Linked DNA regions of Mus musculus: region 1 is linked to region 2. A link is a contact called in public Hi-C data. All regions are on one chromosome and are shown on one strand. The core of a region is the stretch at or near the end of the contact, and the rest is flanking DNA. Distances in the headings are between cores, read along the strand shown.

Region 1 (5,935 bases), core at 381-2,880, 440 kb after region 2:
TCTTTCCAAAAAGAAACCATAGCATCCTGAATATGTAAGATGCTAATCAAATATTAGTGGCAAATGTTTTTCATGGCTAACTAATATGAAAGACTGTTGAGCACTAAGCAAGGACAGGAAACCAATCTAGCATACACATGAATCTGTACACAACAGGCCCTATCATTATTACAGTTAACAGTAAAGAGGAGCTCTTAAGAAAGCTAAGGCACAAAGAACTTCACACATAACAAAGTATCTCTCTTTTTTTTTAATCCTTTTTAAAATCAAAGAGCTACTCTCTACTGAAATTGTCTATTTTTAAAAGGTTTCCCATATAATGTTAGTACACCATAATTTCTAAATCTTGTAATACTGGCCTAGTTGAATTTTCCACACAAAATGGGAGGTTTGGAATTCCTGTTTGCAATCACACTCCCCTTGCTCTGATTAGAGACCTAAGCAAAGGATTGTCTTTACATAGTCTCAAAGGTCTGAAATTAGGGAAAATACTGTAAAATACAAAGACATACCATCTCACTCAATACTAGAAGTTATTTGAATATTGACAGCTCTAAAGACATAGCTGCCCGTAATATCTGCCAAGTGTGAATGTAAACTGAGAAGGTAGATAGGAACATATATATTCCATTACATTTCCCCAAGAGCTTTGATCGGATTCCCCTAAGTTCATGCATGTCTCTGTGTACAGACACGGACGTTGATCTGGGCTATTGGATGAAAATAATCAGAGCTGCATCTGTCTGAAAATACATCATCTAGCTTGTCATTATCAAAGCAGAAGAGGAGAGTTGAGGTATTCCCCGACAGAAGATCTTGGTAATAACACCTACAAGGCAGGTAGTGTGATTAGCTCCTGTCCCCACCGCATGAGATGCTGGGAGGTGGATGACAGGACGTCTGGAGACCCACACATCAGTCTGCATCCTTTTCCTCCCCCACCCGCTCCGCACTCCTTTGCTTCACTCACGTATAAAACGCACTCTCCATCGCATTCGAAGCTGAGGTGTCCAGTGGGTAGGTTTTTAAGGATCATTTTCCTAGTGCTTTAAATGGGATCTAACGACCTCGGACAGCCTGGGGTTGAATGCTATTGCTGCCAGCCCCCGAGGCTCACCTCAAGCTTGTGGTTGATCTGGGACACAGTCTGGGCTTTGTGGCATAGCTGCGCAAAGCAGGAGCTAAGGCTGGTCATCTTCTGACGCCCCTCATAAGTGATGTCCGCCTGGTCCGGATCGATCTCGCCCAAAAGCAGATCCACATCCACGAAGGCCTTGTCGAACTCCTTCTCCAGCACCTCAAGCCATCGGAACATGGACACCCCGCCAGGGGAGACCCCCACAGGGCAGGAGGAGCCCCCTGGGCCGCCGCCGGCTCCCGCCGGGCATGGGCCACCCGCCGACATGGCGCCGTCCAGGGCCTCGCCGACTGCTGCTCACTCTGGCCGCCCGCCCCGCGCGAGGGGAACTGCTAGCACCGCGGCGCCCCCCGCGCGCGCGCACACACAGACACACACGCACACACACACAGACACACACCCGCCGGTCCCCTCCCTTCCCTCGCGCCGCCAACGCCGGCAGCGCAGCTCCAGAGCAGCAAAGGAAGCGGGGCTGAAGCAGCGACAGCGACACGGAAGACCCGCCCCGCCCGCAAGCCGGCCCGCCCCCGCCGCGCGTGCGTAGCGGAGCCCAGAGCAGGCGCAGCCCAGAGGGAGAAAGTGGGCGGGGCCGTACGAGAGCTTAGCCAATGAAAAGCCTTCGCCTCCACAAGCCTGTCTGCGACCATTTTGACGACCGGCAAAACCCTGAGAAGCAAAGGGTTGAGGTGGCCCCTTGCAAGTGGGGAAGACCGGAGGAAGGGAAGGGAAAGATTCCACGTCGCAGAGGGGACCGGCTTCCGCCAGTTTGGCTTCACAGTGGGCCTGGAACCGGTCCACAGACGTCTAGCAAAGTTGCTACTGGGGTGTCAAGGGGCTCGGGTGGGAGCGGGGAGGGCCGTGTGTGCATGCGCAATAGCCACGTTTTCTCTTCCGATTTCCAGCTCTTAGGGCGGGAGGGTGGGGACACTGGCTAATGTTGCTAAACCTGACGGTGCATTCCAGCCAGAAGCTGCCTATGGAAGCTACTGAGCAAGTTTTGTTGAATCAATGGTTCCTCCTTCTATGATTGACAAGCTGGGGTTCTAGGCCAATGTATTATTACATACTAGCTGCCCCACCTCAGTGGTGTTACCTTGCTTGGGTAACAAGGTTTCCAAAGTTTACTTCACTTGGCAATTAAGGTAAAGTGAAAGTGTTATCACTTGGTACATAGCACTCATCTTACTGCATCACAGATCGTATATTTCTAAAGCAACCACTTGGGATGCTGTAATCATCTTATAAACTAGTATTGTGCTCGTTCCCATGTTATTTTCATATGTTCATAAACATTGAATACATATCCCGATTGAGGCACTGAGGACATAAAATCTAATGAAACGACCTCATCCAAGCCGAACTAGTAAGACAGTGAGGCTCTCACGACTTTTAATTCCAGTGTTGCGTGCATTTGAGAGCATTTATCAAGAGCTTTCTTTGTGTCCTGCCTCTCATCTCTTCCACTTCTCCAACTCCACCCCTGTCTAAACCAACAGTAGACTGTCCGGAAGGGAAAGGAGAAGCCAGACTAATTAGAGTAGGCAGGTAGGAATTGTGCTTCCTGACTCGCCTACGGGAGTATGTGGAAAATTAGTCCATAATCTTTCGGAAGTTGTTCTTGGGACGGACCTTTCTAATAAATCATCAACCAAAGTCTGCATGGCATTGTGTGCCTCTCATCAAAGCAGTACCAATAAGAATTAAGAAATAACAGATTTAGTTTGCACTCTGGTTACTCCAATGCATGACTGCTTACCATCAAGCAAAAGCTATTATGACTTCAGCAAACTTAGACAAGTAAAACTAACCATGCAACTCTTCCCTTGAGTTTAGTCAGAGACTGTCTCATAGGCTTAGTACACAATAGTATAAAACATCCTCTTCGAATGGTTGGTTGTATTTTATATATAAATATATAATAAAATAATTTATCTATATCTACCTACCTATACACACACACACACACACACATCCCACTATCTGCTACTTAGCAGTAGATGTGACTATGTAGCAGTTGCCACATCCTGTGTGCTCATTTTCTTGGTATTCAGTGGTGACTTTAAATGTTTATGAGGTTTCCTAATAGAACATTTTGCCCGCTTTGATTTGGGATTTTGCAATTCTGGAAGTCACAACAGAACATGAATGTGGAAAAAGAGGCTTGATGGGTGTTTGGCCTAAATGTGTGTGTGTGTGTGTGTGTTTGCCCTAAATGTATGTGTATGTCTGTGTATCATAAGCATGCATGGCTCTCACAAAGGCCAGAATAGAGTACCAGACCCTCTGGAACTGGAATTACAGATTCTGTTAGCCACTATGTGAGTTCTAGGAACTAAATTCCTCTTCAGCAAATACTCTTATCTACTAAGCCATCTCTCCAGTCTCCTTGCCTACCACCCCTCATGCCAGTCTGTTATATTTTTGTATACAATATTTGCAAGAACACTGAGAAAACTCCAGGCTATTTTCTCTAATGATACTTCTCCCTGCCTGCTGAGGAACATGAAATAAATAAATAAAACTTACTGTGTGAGAATGGGGAAATACTTGGAACAATAACGATACCTTTTAATTAAGAATGCTCTATGTATAGAGTTATTTCTTTGATTCTCAAAGCATCCTACAGTAAGTATAATTACTCTTTTATAAGTACATTGTAGACAGATTAAATGTTTTAGTAATGGCACACAGCAGACATTTTAATGTAGGTCTCTTTGGCATTAGCTACAGGATACAGAAGAATAAGGAATCTATTTCATATTGCTAGTATGAAAAATTGGCAGACCTTTTGTGAAAGCCTTTTGAGACAGTATTTCTCAGGTGTATACATATAAAACTATAAACAACGTGTAAAAATGCATTTCCCATTGTAACGCCTTTTAGATAAATCACACAAGTGCAAATTATATTTCTTTTAAAATACCAAATTTACTAATTACGTGAGAGACTCTGAAGTATATTTTGTGCTTATGTGACCATTCTTTTATTTTTTTAATGAATGAGACAATTTATTAACCCAGCATCCATCTAATGCTTCTTGTTGGCAGTTGCCACCTGTCCTGAGATCCTGTCCAGATCTCTCTGTCCCTGAGGTGTTAGCTTTCCGCCCCCATCTTGGTCCTTTTCCACCATTTTCAGCCCCTCCAGGGCTTGGAGGTCCCGGTGGGCCACACTCTTAGAGCCGCTGCTGAAGTGGCTGGGCCTGACACCATTTCTCTGCCTTCCTCTGTAGATCTTGGTCATAGAACCAACCCCTGCACCCCCGTGGAGGTACAGGTGCCGTGCTGTGGAAGCAGCTCATGTGTAGAACCAGTTCTCATATGGGGCAAGCTCTTTATGTTTGGCCAGCTTGACTGTTTCCACCCATTCGGGGACTTTCAGCTTCCCGGACTTTTTGAGGAAGGCTGCCAGAGCTCTGACGAACTCCTGCTGGTTAATGTCTTTTACAGTAGCTCCAGGCATCCTGCGGCGCTGCCAGCCAGGGGAAAGGAGTGACCATTGTTCTTATGGCTGATAATGATCCTAATTTTCAGCATGAAAGAACCCAACTTCATTTCTATCACAGCCTTTACAACTTCAAGTAATGCCATGTCATACCTTGGATGTCTCAGGTTAGTTTCATGTCACATGGTCACATGTCACATTATTATACTACATCTTATGGACTGCCACATTCTATGGACTCATTATCGTAGTATTCATTGATGACTTTAAATGCACATGAGGTGTCCTAATAGAACATTTTGCCTACTCTAATTTGGGATTTTGCAGTTGTGGAAGTCTCAATAGAACAGGCAAGTGGAAAAAGAGGCTCAGTGGTCAGGTGCTGCCATCTGTTGTCAGTGTGCTCTATCTGCATTTGTTGCTTTGTCTTTGCTGGCATTTGGACTTGGATGTTTTGTATTGTGACACTTTCACATGGCTTTAAAAAGACTGTTGGGTTGGGAGATATTTCCAACTCATAAATCATGCTTGTGTGATTTAAAATAAAATAATATAACTAAAACTAGTCTGTCTTTAATTTGTCATTGTTGCTTTGAGACAGGGTCTTGCTATGTATCTCTCTGGCTGGCCGGGATCTTGTTTATAGACCAGGGTGGCCTAAAATTTCTAACAATCATCCTGTCTCTGCCTCTCAACTGCTGAGTTTCAGACATTCAGATTGACAATCTTGTTTTGTTCATATTGAGTTTTACCACTAAAGACAGAGTGAAGACTGAGGAAACCAGAGAAAGTGGGAAGATTCTGGTGTGTCCTTTGGTAGTTGGTTGGTATCTGTAAAGTCAGTGAATGGTGTAGATTCCTCTAGTGCACCACCAATCGTAGTGACACTAGAAAATATGGAAAGCCTGCCTTGCACAGGCTAGTGAGACTATTGAGTTTTAAAGTCTACTCTGTTCCAAGGTTTATGCTAAGCATTCTGTGTTCCCATTGATTTCCTGTAGCCCTGCCAGGAGTAGGAAAAGAGATTAGATTCTCTGAGTAGTTTTAAACAGTTGTATGATGGGTTAAGAAATGTCAGGAAAGTATTGCCATTTTCTTTTAACAATGTGGGGAAGCCTCAGAACATTGTACTTATTTTATAGTCATGATATTTGTCAAATAAAATTGTTATGATTTATACATTTGAGAAATTCATACAAAAGAAGTAAATTTGAGTGTTTTGGGGTGACTTATTAAGCCACATTCTTCCTCTGTTTCTTTTAATATAAATGGGGAAACTCCTTGTCTTATTCTAAAAATGTGAGAATTTTGGTGGAGTGACTTAGGGTTAGCTCAGTCACCTGCCTTTCTTTT
Region 2 (5,483 bases), core at 2,862-5,361:
TGCCCAAGACCCTCCAGAGCTCACTGCTGTGGCCAGAACCATAAAGACCTGCGGCCCGGTTTTTCTTCTGCTTTCCGGATATTTCAGCACCTTTGCGCACTACACGGGGGGGGGGGGGGGGGATGAAGTTTAAAGTTTGGAGGGGTGGGGTGGATTTGCAGGGAAAATGCCTTCTCCAAATCTTTTTTTTTGGGGGGGGGGGCGGGCGGGGGAGTGGGTTAAGGTTTTCGGAGTGAGTGTACATCATTGGCTGGGGCTGAGGTGCTGGGAATGCTTCATTTACATGAAGAGGAATTCCAGGTGCTTGCTGGACACATCCTTATGTGGAGAGAGGAAGCTAAACCTGTAATTTGGCAACTAGGCTACGAGACTACGTCAATGATTGTGGAGGTTGGAATTTAGGACTATGTGCCTGAGCATGCAGGTCCAAAACAGGGACAGATCGATCCTTATTCCTGCCAATCTCAAGATGAGATTTTCAGGATTCGGACAATTCTCACAGGTCTCTTGCTCCAAGCCCGGCCCCGCCCCGCACCTTCCACCCTTCAGCCTCGCAGCTAGCTTTGCCCTACAAATGCCTAGTGCTAAGTGTTCATAAATAAGTAGAGCGTAGCTGGGCAGTGGTGGCCCACGCCTTTAATCCCAGCACTTGGGAGGCAGAGGCAGGAGGATTTCTGAGTTCAAGGCCAGCCTGATCTACAAAGTGAGTTCCAGGACAGCCAGGGCTACACAGAGAAACCCTGTCTCGAAAAAACAAAATCAAAAAAAAAAAAAAAAAATAGAGAGAGTAAGAGTTGGATGCCATGAGATTATGCATGGCCAGGTAATGAATATTTTGAAGGAAAAGAAAAAGAATTTTTTAAAACCAAGCTTTAAATTGGCCATCCTATGACACAGAGAGAGGACTACATTTCCTACACTAGAAAGCCCTTGCTTCATTTTTTTCTTCACATGGAGAACCAAAGATCAAAATCAAGTTAGAGTTGTTATCAGGTGTGATGGTTAATTCTGAGCCTCAACTTTGCTGGGTTAAGGTTCCCAACTATTTGTTCAAATATTTTAGATGTTTGTATGAAGTTATTTTTAGATTTGCATGTTAATCAGTAGGTTATAAGTGAATGCCCACCAAACGTTAATGTAGGTGGGCCACATCTTAGGTGGAAGGCTTTCCTGTAACATGACTAACTTCCACTGCTGTAACGTTAATTCCCCTCTGAGTCCATAGCAGGTTTTAAGACTAGGGAGAGTCTACAAGCGCTTAAGCCAGCTCCTTTAAAAAAAAAAAATCTCTGTCTCTCTATCTCTCTGTCTCTCTGTGTCTCTTTATCTTTGTCTCTCTCGGTCCCTCTGACTGTGTATGTCGCTCTTTTTTCCCTCCTTCTTTCTCTCTCTGTCTCTCTCCCTGTCTTTCTCTCTCATTCCCTTTCTCCCCACCTCCCAGTTGTGTCCCCTGCTCCTGATTCTATCATTTCCAAACCTATAACCTATCAACTCCTCATCTCGTCTTCCTGCCTTTGAAAGCAAGCGGTGCCCTTGCTACATGCTGGTGACTCTCTCCCCACCCCACCCCCACAACATAGAATTGTTACTAATTATTTGGGAATTTCATACAATGTGTCCGCATCACACTTTAGCAGAGGCATGGGGAAGGACTCAGTTTCCTTTAAGGCGCTGGCCACTGGAAGTTTGACCATGCTCCAATGAGTACATGGGCCACGCATATTCCTAGTGATTCGTGCCCTTAGACGCATGTCTATTTCCTTGTAGGTCTTTTGATGACCTAATTTAAAAAGCTATTCCCTCTTTTGCACATCATGATTGTAACTTATCTATTTGCTGTTTTAGCTGAATATACATTCACACTCAAGTTTCTTTCATCCTAAAACCACCTTACTATAACCTCTCTTGCAACATGAGTTAGCACTGTAACTATCCACCCTTTCCAACAAGGCTTTACTTCCGAACCTCCCATTCAAATATCCAACAACCACATGCTAACCAGGGTTTCAAAACATCAATAACAAGCATTTGAAAAACATAAAAATAAATAATCTATTATGGGTCAGAATCACAGTGCTGACTATTTTATCTGAAACTTTTCATTCAGTTTTTAATCATAGGATATGAATTAGAAGTGATCATTTGACACCATCATTTGTAATAGAAAATGAAGACTCAAAAACATTGGATAATTCCTGTTAGCTAACAGAGTCTGGCTCCTGTCCCTGCTCTGTGTACACTTTCCACAGCCCTTCCTCACATCCCTGACTTTAGATCTGCTTCGGTTCTATTTCCTCCCTTTACTCCCTATGGGAACCCGGAGTCTATCTTATACCAGTGACTAATCGTCGTTCCCTGATATGTACAGCAGGCAGCAAAACAGCTCCAGAGATTCTACTCTGAAGTCATCACACTGGTTTGGGGCAGACTGCCTGATAGCACAGGGGTATGAACTATGGCCACTTCACAGAATCATTCCCTGAGGGAGGTAAAGGGTGCTCCTGTACCAGCACTGAACCATCCAAGTGACTCACCAGAGGGAAGGAAAGAAAGCAGAGCTGCACATGGGGTCCCTCCCTCTACATTCTGCAAGGAATGCAATGAGAAAAAAAGACCCAGAGACAAGGGGTGCCACAGCAGAAGATGGGAAGGCAGCCTAAGAATTTAATGTTGTAAAGAGAGCTTGTGACCCTACTTCCGAGGAAGCTAACTCACATTCTACAACAACCTGATGGGTTACAACAGCAGTTTCAGCACTGTGTAAAGAAATGTTGCCCACCTCATTGTGGCACACCAAGGTTCCACACTCCCCTTATGCTATCCTGGGGCATGGGCTGATTCTCATGAATTCTCTCAGTTTCAAAGAATCCCTGGTCGTTTCTTGTAACGGGCTTACCATTTAACAAGTCCTCCCCATGTCTAAAGGAGTAGTTACAGTGACAACATCAGGGATCTTTCCTAACCTGTAATAGGATATTTTGAGCAAACATTAAATCATATGTGATAGACAGGCATCCTTAAAAATAGGCAAGGTTGGGGCTGGCAAGATAGCTCACATGTAAAAGTGATTGCTGCCAAGTCTGATGACCTGGGTTCAATTCCTGGAATCAAATGATGCAAGGAGAGAACTGACTCCCACAAGCTACCTATCCGCTGACCTCCATGTGTGTCCAGGACACACACACATACCCATACACATACATAATAAATAAGCAAATAACTAAATGCCAAAGACCATTTGATCTATAAACCATGGACTTCGGTATACTTATTTGACTCCATTTGGATTCCACATTCCTCTTAGAATCTAAAGTGTGTCTTCTGGTGACCTCCAAGGAGGTAGTTGAGATACCATCCCTGCCTTAGTGGCTTCTCCCACAGAAGCCATGATACTCCCAACCCAGAGCTTTGAGGCACCATTTCCCCTCACTTATGTGAAGAGGCTGTGAAAAACATTCTCTTAGAAAAGCAGGGTTGGGTTACAACAGCTGGTAGCTATTCTCTGCAGAAAGGCTGCAGGCTAATGGGCAATTATGGGTTAACTGTGTAGCCCGGCTCATTATACACTGAGCCAGGAGACACAATGCTTTAGCTAGAGGATGATTCTCATGGTGGGAATTACAGAACCTGGCAAGACAGCAGAGAGATATTTTGAGGCAGGCAGGCTTTCCAACACCCGAAATAACAGCCAGTAGGAGGCTGCCTACGTGGGCCTACAGAAGGTCAAGCTACCCCTGCTCTGTCAGCAGGAGCCCTTTGAATCATCTCAACACTTTCCTCTTAGCCAAATCTATCCATCCCTACCCCCCCCCCATTCTGTCCTTCACGGGCTCTAAAGCTATCTTTGAAATGGAGCAGCAACCAGGAATTCTTTATGTGGTTTAGATTTGATGGAGAACATCAAATGGAGAAGACACAAGTTACTGGGGAGCCAATAACCTCCTCAGACTCACAGAACTGAAAGTTCAATGCAGGAGGAGCTTAGCAAGCCAGCTATAACTCACACTGCCATAATTGCTTCCATGAACCTCAAAGGTCCAGGGACACCCATCTGTTCCTTAAACTGCCTACCACTCCCTCTCCCTGAAAGTCAGAGCAGTATGACAGCCATCCACACATGGGATTCCACTCCCACCACTCACTTTCCACCCCAGCTAGAGGCTCCTAGCACAGTGCACCAAGCACAGATTCCCTGGATTCCCCACAGCATAGCAGCTTGTTGTCAGAGATGCCTTGCATGGTTCCTGCAGGGTATATTTTCATTTAGTCTGCATGTTTGGCACACTCCACCCATAAACAGAAGCCCAATATACAAATAGATAACATAACTGATTTACTCCAAGCGTTGAAAATGTTTAATCAACTAATAGTGGTAATAAACCATCTCACAGGAAAAACCAAGTGGCCCAGCCTGGGACTTCAAGTCAAGCTGAAAATGCATATAGGCATTTAGGGTTACTGAAGGGTGCACATGAGAACTATGCAAACTGTGGGAGTCCCTTTTGATATTTACATTTGTTCATATTTCTGAGTAACGTTGAAGAACGGTGGATCAGCAGCTCTCCCTGACAGAAGTAAAAAACCATTCACCCATCCCAGTATCAAGTTTCCTGCAGCCCCCATAGCTAGATTAAATAAACTATCTGGGTGTGGGCATCCAGGCAGCAGCCACACACATCTTCAATCCTGGAAATGTCTAAGGAAGAACCATTCCAAAAGCACCCCCCACCATCACCACAAAAAAGTGTCAGTTAAAACACAAGTAGCATATGGTGAAATAAAATTTCAAGTATTTCATTCAAATAATTCAAGACCACAAGAGCTTATGACATGGCCACTTAAGAATGCTGTAGTACTTAGTCATTCATTCACCATCCAAATTCATTTACCAGACTAGAAGCTCCCAAAGAGTTAGGACTTTTTTTTCCTGTAGCTAATATCTCAGCTGCTGTCTACTACTATATAACAATCATTTAAAAACATAGTATCTGAGCTGTCCAGCATACACTTAATAATCAAGTAATGAAGAGCACAGGGTCTTCTTTTAGTCTACACTTTGCCCCCTGGTAATTATACAATTCACTTCTAATTGATCCCCCCATTTGAAGTGGTATGCAAATATCTTGATTTCATCTTCCATGAATTTGGTCTTTGGCAAAGTACTTTTAATTTAAATCAGAAAACATAGCCCCAAGCGGTGGTGGCGCACACCTTTAATCCCAGCACTTGGGAGGCAGAGGCAGGCAGATTTCTGAGTTCAAGGCCAGCCTGGTCTACACAGTGAGTTCCAGGACAGCCAGGGCTACACAGAGAAACCCTGCCTCGAAAAAAAAAAAAAAAAAAAGAAGAAGAAGAAGATAAAGGAGGAGGAGAAGAAGAAGTGGAAGAAGAAGAAGAGGAGGAGGAGGAAAGGAGAGGAGAGGAGAGGAGAGGAGAGGAGAGGAGAGGAGAGGAGAGGAGAGGAGAGGAGAGGAGAGAAGAGA

What was found. A called contact is a pair of places that touch in the nucleus more often than the background predicts.
Region 1: a Hi-C map of muscle stem cells shows a contact between it and region 2, with 4 times the contacts expected there. The contact joins the promoter of Gopc here to the enhancer-like site in region 2. A contact is called at or near these places in 3 of 39 promoter capture datasets (the 3T3-L1 cell line, hippocampal neurons and liver), 2 of 484 Hi-C or Micro-C datasets (muscle stem cells and myocytes), 2 of 115 datasets of contacts at active chromatin or transcription factors (the NIH/3T3 cell line and embryonic limb bud) and 1 of 9 other capture datasets (liver).

Annotation. Positions count from the first base shown.
Region 1 is chr10:52,380,494-52,386,428 of GRCm38.p6, forward strand. It overlaps Gopc (golgi associated PDZ and coiled-coil motif containing), which reads right to left and starts at 1,631. Exons shown (of 9, transcript NM_001199272.1): 1 at 1,118-1,631. The coding sequence starts at 1,405. It also overlaps the pseudogene Rps19-ps10.
Region 2 is chr10:51,942,265-51,947,747 of GRCm38.p6, forward strand. No RefSeq gene overlaps it. Among named protein-coding and RNA genes, the nearest start is that of Gm40646, 25 kb to the right of the region's middle. Within about 2 kb of position 4,112, at least 40 of the 459 cell types and tissues checked have an H3K27ac peak or open chromatin away from gene starts, as enhancers often do. A contact at or near this core is called in the NIH/3T3 cell line, muscle stem cells and myocytes, where this site is marked.